Linked DNA regions of Sus scrofa: region 1 is linked to region 2. A link is a contact called in public Hi-C data. All regions are on one chromosome and are shown on one strand. Each heading gives the region's core, a stretch centred on a gene start, on an enhancer-like site or on the middle of the called end of the contact. The rest is flanking DNA. Distances are from core to core; before and after follow the strand shown.

Evidence for each region. Hi-C and Micro-C count contacts between places; a contact is called where the count stands out from the background.
Region 1: a contact with region 2 is called in a Hi-C map of embryonic fibroblasts, with 2.4 times the contacts expected there. The contact joins two enhancer-like sites. A contact is called at or near these places in 1 of 47 Hi-C or Micro-C datasets (embryonic fibroblasts) and 1 of 2 datasets of contacts at active chromatin or transcription factors (skeletal muscle).

The regions. Positions count from the first base shown.
Region 1 is chr12:10,833,738-10,836,957 of Sscrofa11.1, forward strand. No RefSeq gene overlaps it. Among named protein-coding and RNA genes, the nearest start is that of MAP2K6, 180 kb to the right of the region's middle. Within about 2 kb of position 1,839, at least 5 of the 83 cell types and tissues checked have an H3K27ac peak or open chromatin away from gene starts, as enhancers often do. A contact at or near this core is called in embryonic fibroblasts, where this site is marked.
Region 2 is chr12:10,549,576-10,552,863 of Sscrofa11.1, forward strand. No RefSeq gene overlaps it. Among named protein-coding and RNA genes, the nearest start is that of KCNJ16, 13 kb to the left of the region's middle. Within about 2 kb of position 1,851, at least 5 of the 83 cell types and tissues checked have an H3K27ac peak or open chromatin away from gene starts, as enhancers often do. A contact at or near this core is called in embryonic fibroblasts, where this site is marked.

The DNA.
Region 1 (3,220 bases), core at 589-3,088, 280 kb after region 2:
CAGGTGGCTGTCAGGCAGTGTCCAAGAACATCTCCTCCCAAATGGGCAGTTATCTATTTCTAGGTAACCTCTAGAGAGCCTGTATTAATTTGTCATTATTAGTCAGCCCCCTAGCTTCTACTACAGCTCTGCCTATAGCTGCTGCTCAATACAACTGGTTTAGTATTTGATCAACCATCTCGCATCCAGTCCAAGGTAACAGAGAGCCTCCTATCTTTGGAATGTGGAAGCAGATATCAAAAAAAAACAAAAAACAAAAACAAAAAGGAACTTAGCTAAGAAGCACTTAGTAGATGCCAGGTTCTGTACCGGGTGCCAGAAATACAGTAATAAACAAGAAGAATGAGCTAGCTGTCCACCGTTTTTGAGCCTATTTTCTCCTCTGAGTTTACTGCGACCCTTTCTATCTAGATAAGGCTGAAGTCCATTTCCACAGCAGGAGCAAAGCTGAAATTCTCAACCCCTTTCCTTTTGCACGAAGTCCTCCGTCCCTAACACGCTAGGAACGCTTATTTCTCCCTACCATGGGTTAAAACAAGAGTTTACGAATAGATGCATGAGTTCAGTGGGGGAGAGGTGATGATGAAAGACAGGTCAAGGGAAATTGTGTACTTTTTCAGGCAAAGAAATTCTCTTCAATGGGCTCCCTTTTGCGGAGGGGGGCGTGGGTGGGGGGGGGCCCTGAGCAGAAGTAGAAATATTAACCTGAGCCAAAGCTACTTGCTTTGGTATAAAGATTCCAGCAGCTCTGAGACCAATGAAAAAAAAATTAAAGCTTATGACCCCTCTGCCAGCCTGTAGGCCTGTTTCCACTCAGGGATTAATTAGGATAAGCATTTTACCAGACAATATGTCCCGGGAAAAAAAAAAAAAGAAAAGAAAAAGAAAAAGTAAGAAAGAAAAATCAACAGCACACTCCGATTTTTCTTGTGCAAAAAAAAACCTTCCCAATTACAAAAGTATGGACACTATGCCCTGTATCTTTCCTGACAGTTGGAAATATTAACAAAAAAGCATATTCTTGATGACTGTGTCATTTTACCATGGCTGTGTTATTGCCAAGAAATGGAACTTTTTAAATGTACATCTAAATGTGATTTGATATTTCTACCTATAAAACACTTTGTAGACATATTCACAAGACAGAAAATGTTACCGGATTTATAAGATTAAAATCTCCTGTGCTAAGTGTCTCTGTAGAAGATGATGCGGCCAGCTGATGTGACTAGAAAATGAGAAAAGAATCTCCTTTTGGTAAACCTGCCTCCCTGACATGGCCCGTTTTTTTTGTTCTCTTCCATTCCACCGGGCTCCGAAGGCTCCTTCGACATTGCTGAGTTCTCAGCTATAATTTTGGTCTTTCCACCAAAGCAGTTTTATTTCCTGACAGGCACTACAGCTTGTGAAAGCCAGTGCTATTGGGAATATTCCACATGCACAGGTTATGTGGCTGGTGGAAAATAGGCATTAATGGAAAAGGGACCCAAACCAAGTTCTCTTCCGATGACTATTTCAGATCTCCTGGGTTTCCTGTGCAACTCCTGGTCAGTGCTGATGGCAAAACCAAAAGCACCAAACAGAGTATCAGAATCGCAAAGGACCAGGAGGAGTCTATTTAGAAAGTAAATAAATACACGTTGTGCTTTCAGTGCCTTCTTTCTAAGTCAGAAGGGACGGTTAACGTGCAGGAGTGGTAACATTGCATAGGGAAAGAGCAAGGCTGGGCCATTTCTCTATTTCTCATTTGTTTCAAATCAGGCTCCCCACATCTCATACCAGACTCCTTGGAAAGGTTTCACAGCTGGGTCCCTAGGACACAGGGCATGTTCTGACATGTAGAAAAGCATCTCTTGCAGCCTGTGGCAGCCAGCGCCACCTAGCTTCAACATCTCCTCAACTCAACAAATTCAGCTCCTTTGATAAATGAGTCTTCCAGGAGGCCTGGATCTAAGTCTCACAGATTTCGAATGATGGAAACTGGGACAGAAGTTGGAGCAGCCAAACTGCTCCCAAGAGCTGTCAGGTGGAAAAACCTGTCTCTAAGTCTGTGGAACTTGAAGTAGGATTTACACGGCTTCTCAAGGCATTGACTGGTCCGAGCCTACCTGTCTTTCATTGGACAAATCTTTGTGTGCCAAGCTGTTAGCAAACATGCACAGAGACCTAGCTCCTGAATTCTAGTTATTATGCCCTGAATTAGGGAGCATCTCTAAGAAGAGAGTCTTCGCTAAGCTCACCTCCAGGGAATGCTTTCTTCGATCTAGTGGAAAACTGATTTTTAAATGTCAGAAAGTCTAGGGAAATGGCACAAGGCACTCCGCCCTATTTCAGAGTGTACTTAACCTTTCTGATGTCAACTCGGCCAGGAGGCTGTGATTCCCCTCTTCTTGCACGATAACAAAGACCTTCTGCCTTCGTAATGGCAAAGTAGCGAGATATGAGAAACAGAGGGACACAGAATGAAGGACCAGGCTGGGTCTGGACTGTTGAAACCAACTGTTCGGGAATCATGACTGGATCTGCCTTTGAATCCATGGATATTTTGAACATGTAAATGAAATCAGCACAGAGAGAAACAGAGCAAGCGGGCAAAGAAGCTACTTGGATTTTCTGGAAAGCGCTTTTTTTCATTTTGTTTAGGAGGCCAGGATAATATGATTACCAATCATTAGTTCAATGAGGGGATTCTTCAGACAGTATTGATGATGATAATGAAGAAGAAGGTGAAAATTATGAAGATGATTATGGCGATGATAACAATAAAGAAATTGGAAGGTTTTCAACGCTTCCTGTAAGACCTTAATAAAACAGACGCCCTGCTGCCTCTGTAGACATAGACCTTTAAAGAAACACCTAGAATTGCCACAGTTCCCAGTGGTTAGCAATTGAAGAAGACTGAAAGAGCTCATATAAGCTTTAAAGCTCTCTTGCTTCCAATGAGAAAGCAGCTTAAACCCATGCAAATTCACGCATGTAACCTTGGCAGGTAAAACTCCATCATTCTGTGGACTGAGGGAGAACTCCCCCTCCAAAAGCTTTGATTAAAAATAGAAACTCGAGTTACAAAGAAAAGACAACTGGGGTCTAGCAACAAGTTCAAGTTCTAGGCAGTCATTCCGTGCTGATAAGAGAAGTAAGGATAAAGGCCAAATGCAAACCCCATGGAATTTCTTTGAATTGAGTTTGTCATCCTTGGAATACACATGATAACGGACACAAA
Region 2 (3,288 bases), core at 601-3,100:
AGCAGGAGTTCTGACGGATGTCATGCACGGCCACCCAGCTGGGGCATTGCCCAGTTTGGGAATGGTATTGTGGGTAGTCCTTGAAGAAGCCATAAAATACCCTGAGGCAGAAAGAGCAGCATTTAAGTACTTCCCTCCATCACAAGGCACTAAACCCAGGTTACAACTGCGCCAGTGGATAGATAACTTCTAAGCCCTGATGTCTCGTCTCTGACTCCTTATTACCAAGGAGGGCCCAAGGAACAACATAGCTGGTAAGGGAGGAGGAACAAAAGAATGAGACAGACAATAACAGAGTATCCACCTTCTCTACTGTAGGATTCCAAGCTCCAAGTCAGAAGGAGTTTAGTGACGAAGCTTGAAACAGGATTATATAATGAAGGATTTGTTTTTGGTTTGTTTCTAAATCTCGAACTGGACTTTTTTTTTCTTGGCCTTGTCTGCAGCATGAGGAAGTTCCTGGGTCAGGGATCAAACCCACACAACAGCAGTGACAATGCAGGATTCTTAAACACTAGGCCACCGGGGAACTCCTCAAACTGGACTTCCGCTTACTTGAGAATTAATTTACCAGAGGTTTCTATCCAAAGGCAAAGAAGGAAGATTCAACACAAAACTTTAACAGGGTACTGTGGAAGAAAAATGTAATTATTTTACAGTTTCATACCTCTGAACCCAGCTCATTCAATCAACAAATACAGAAAATTTCAAGTTAAATTCCAAAACATTTTTACCAATTTACAATGCCCTCAGTGATGCAGGAAAGTCAGTCCATGATGTTTTTGCTAGCTTTAAAAATTCTCCTCTGATGTTTATTGTAATTTAATAAGTGAAATGTGACCTCAATTTAATGATAGTGTTTTTACAGTTAACATAAGTAAACATTCTCATTTGCATGTCTATTATTTGTATTTGCTCACTTGTAAGTCAGCTACAACACTGGACAATATATCTAATAGTTAATTATTTTGTTATAAATTTGCATTTGGCATTAAAAAGAGAGAAAAATTCCTTCCCCTGTTTGATACAACCATTGTGGTAATCTCTAGTTTGCCTTACAATACCATTGATTTTTTACATATAAAATTTTGAAAACGTATCAGAAGTCCAACTGTCAATGTTTTCCATTCACATTTCTCCTCTTCAGAAATTTGGGGGTGGGGAGGAATGTCTACTTTTTCTTTATTCTTTTGTCACGGGACTTCTAATGTTTAAATGTTTGACTGTTTCTCCCATCTGGAATTCATTTGTATAAGGGTCAGAATCTGATAAGCATGAGTTGAGTATAACAAGTTGGCTGGGAAAAAAACTGTTGTTTGTATGGATATATCACGTTCAGAAATATTCGTATTCTAGTTTAAAGACAACAAATGTTCTCACTCTCTAGTAAAGGCTAAGATAATTTCATAATAAATTTTCCTTACAAAAAAAATCCAAAGAGTTTCTCTTTTTATAAACATCGAGCTGCCGGACTTTGCTCTTTTTTTTTCCTCTGTCACAGCCTCTCCCTATTAGAATTTACACACCATCCTTTGTCAGGGACGCAAACTGTTCTACAGTTTGTTAATGTCCAAGAAAGGCCATCAACCTCTGAATCATTTTTTCCCCAAACATAAATCCTTGGGCCAACAAAGAAAAGAGGTATTTTTCCATCTCCAAAATTCCTGTTATTTTAAGTCTATCCTTTAACCAAAGTGGCTTTGTGTTTCTTTTTCCTTGATAACTCACAGGTTCAAATGTAAAAATTTATTATTACAAGGAACAATTATGAGGTTCAAAGCATACTGTGAGCATTCCATGCTTCTAGCTTCTGGTACTGATATTCGGAATGAAATACTTGTGGTTGTCTATTCGCATGAGGTGGCAGGGTTCCAAGCACTGGCGGTGAGAGGCTTATGAATGTCTGCCTTCGTCAGACCCAATGGGGACCTAGCATCATGGGAGGTTGCCCAAGCGCCACACTGGAGGCATCTCAAAAACAAACTTTTGACCATTAACTTATTCATTCCAGTTCCTCTTCAATGTCAACAATGGAAACCACAAAAAGGGGGAAAACGGATTTGCTGATTTTCTTAGTTTGAACATTCTAGATTTTAAGATTTCAAGATCTCTTTCCTAAAACATTGAACTAGAAAAACCACTGACCTTTTAAAATACGTTTTGTTTTTACTTCTTCAGTTTGGCATGTTTAGTATTTTGATAACCCCCTACTCATAATATTTCTTATTTAATAAGATAATACATTTACATAGCAAAGCAAAAAACAAAAACAGGACTCCATTCTTTATTGCTGACTTCTCCATCACCAGTCCTGTTTACTTTTCTATAAGACTGACATAATAACTCGCCTTTTTATGCTTATATAGCATATATATAGTTTTTAAACCATTTTTTTCATTGAAATATAGTTTATTTACAATGTTGTGTTTGTATTGGGTGTAGAGCAAAGTGTTTCAGTTCCATAAATATATTCCATATGTGGAACAGACAAATACAGATATATTCTTTTTTAGATTCATTTCCATTATAGGTTATTAAAAGATGTTAAATATTCTTCCCGGTCCTATTATTTATCTATTTTATATATAGGAGTCCTATAGGTTCTTATTATTTATTTTATATATAGGAGTGTGTATATGTTAATCCCAAACATATAGAGTTTTATTATAGAATAAAAGGATTGTATTTTAGTTACATGTGTACATGTTTGCCTCCTCTGGAACACTGAGAGCTTTTTGATGATAAGAATATATCCTGTTGATCTCCATTAGCCTAGCACTTAACACAATGCCTGATTACCAGGTGTCATAAAAGTCTATCAATGAAACATATAATAATATGTCAATAATACCCCTGTATATAAATGACTTCTGATCTAGGATGCTTTGAGAACTTCAAGATTCTAAGATAATTTTCATATCAATATTAAGCTATCCATATTATGCTGTAGCTGCTAAATATTCCATAACTATCAACAACAGTTCATAGGGCCTAAACAACACTGTATAACAAAGCGCCAAATACACTCAATTCCGTGTCCTCTGTGTGACAGAGACTGCACATATGCACCAAAACCCATTACCTTTTCCCACTGGAAACACACCACAAGAATACATATCTTATCACCCTTTGCAATTACATGTAGCCATATGCCAATTCTGAACAATAGAAGATGGGCAAAAATGATGTTCACTTCCAGCTCAGTTCATAACAAAATCCTACAAGTGATCCATGCTCTCTTTCCCCATCTGTTCCTGAACAGAAAAAGACATGACAACCTATAATAAG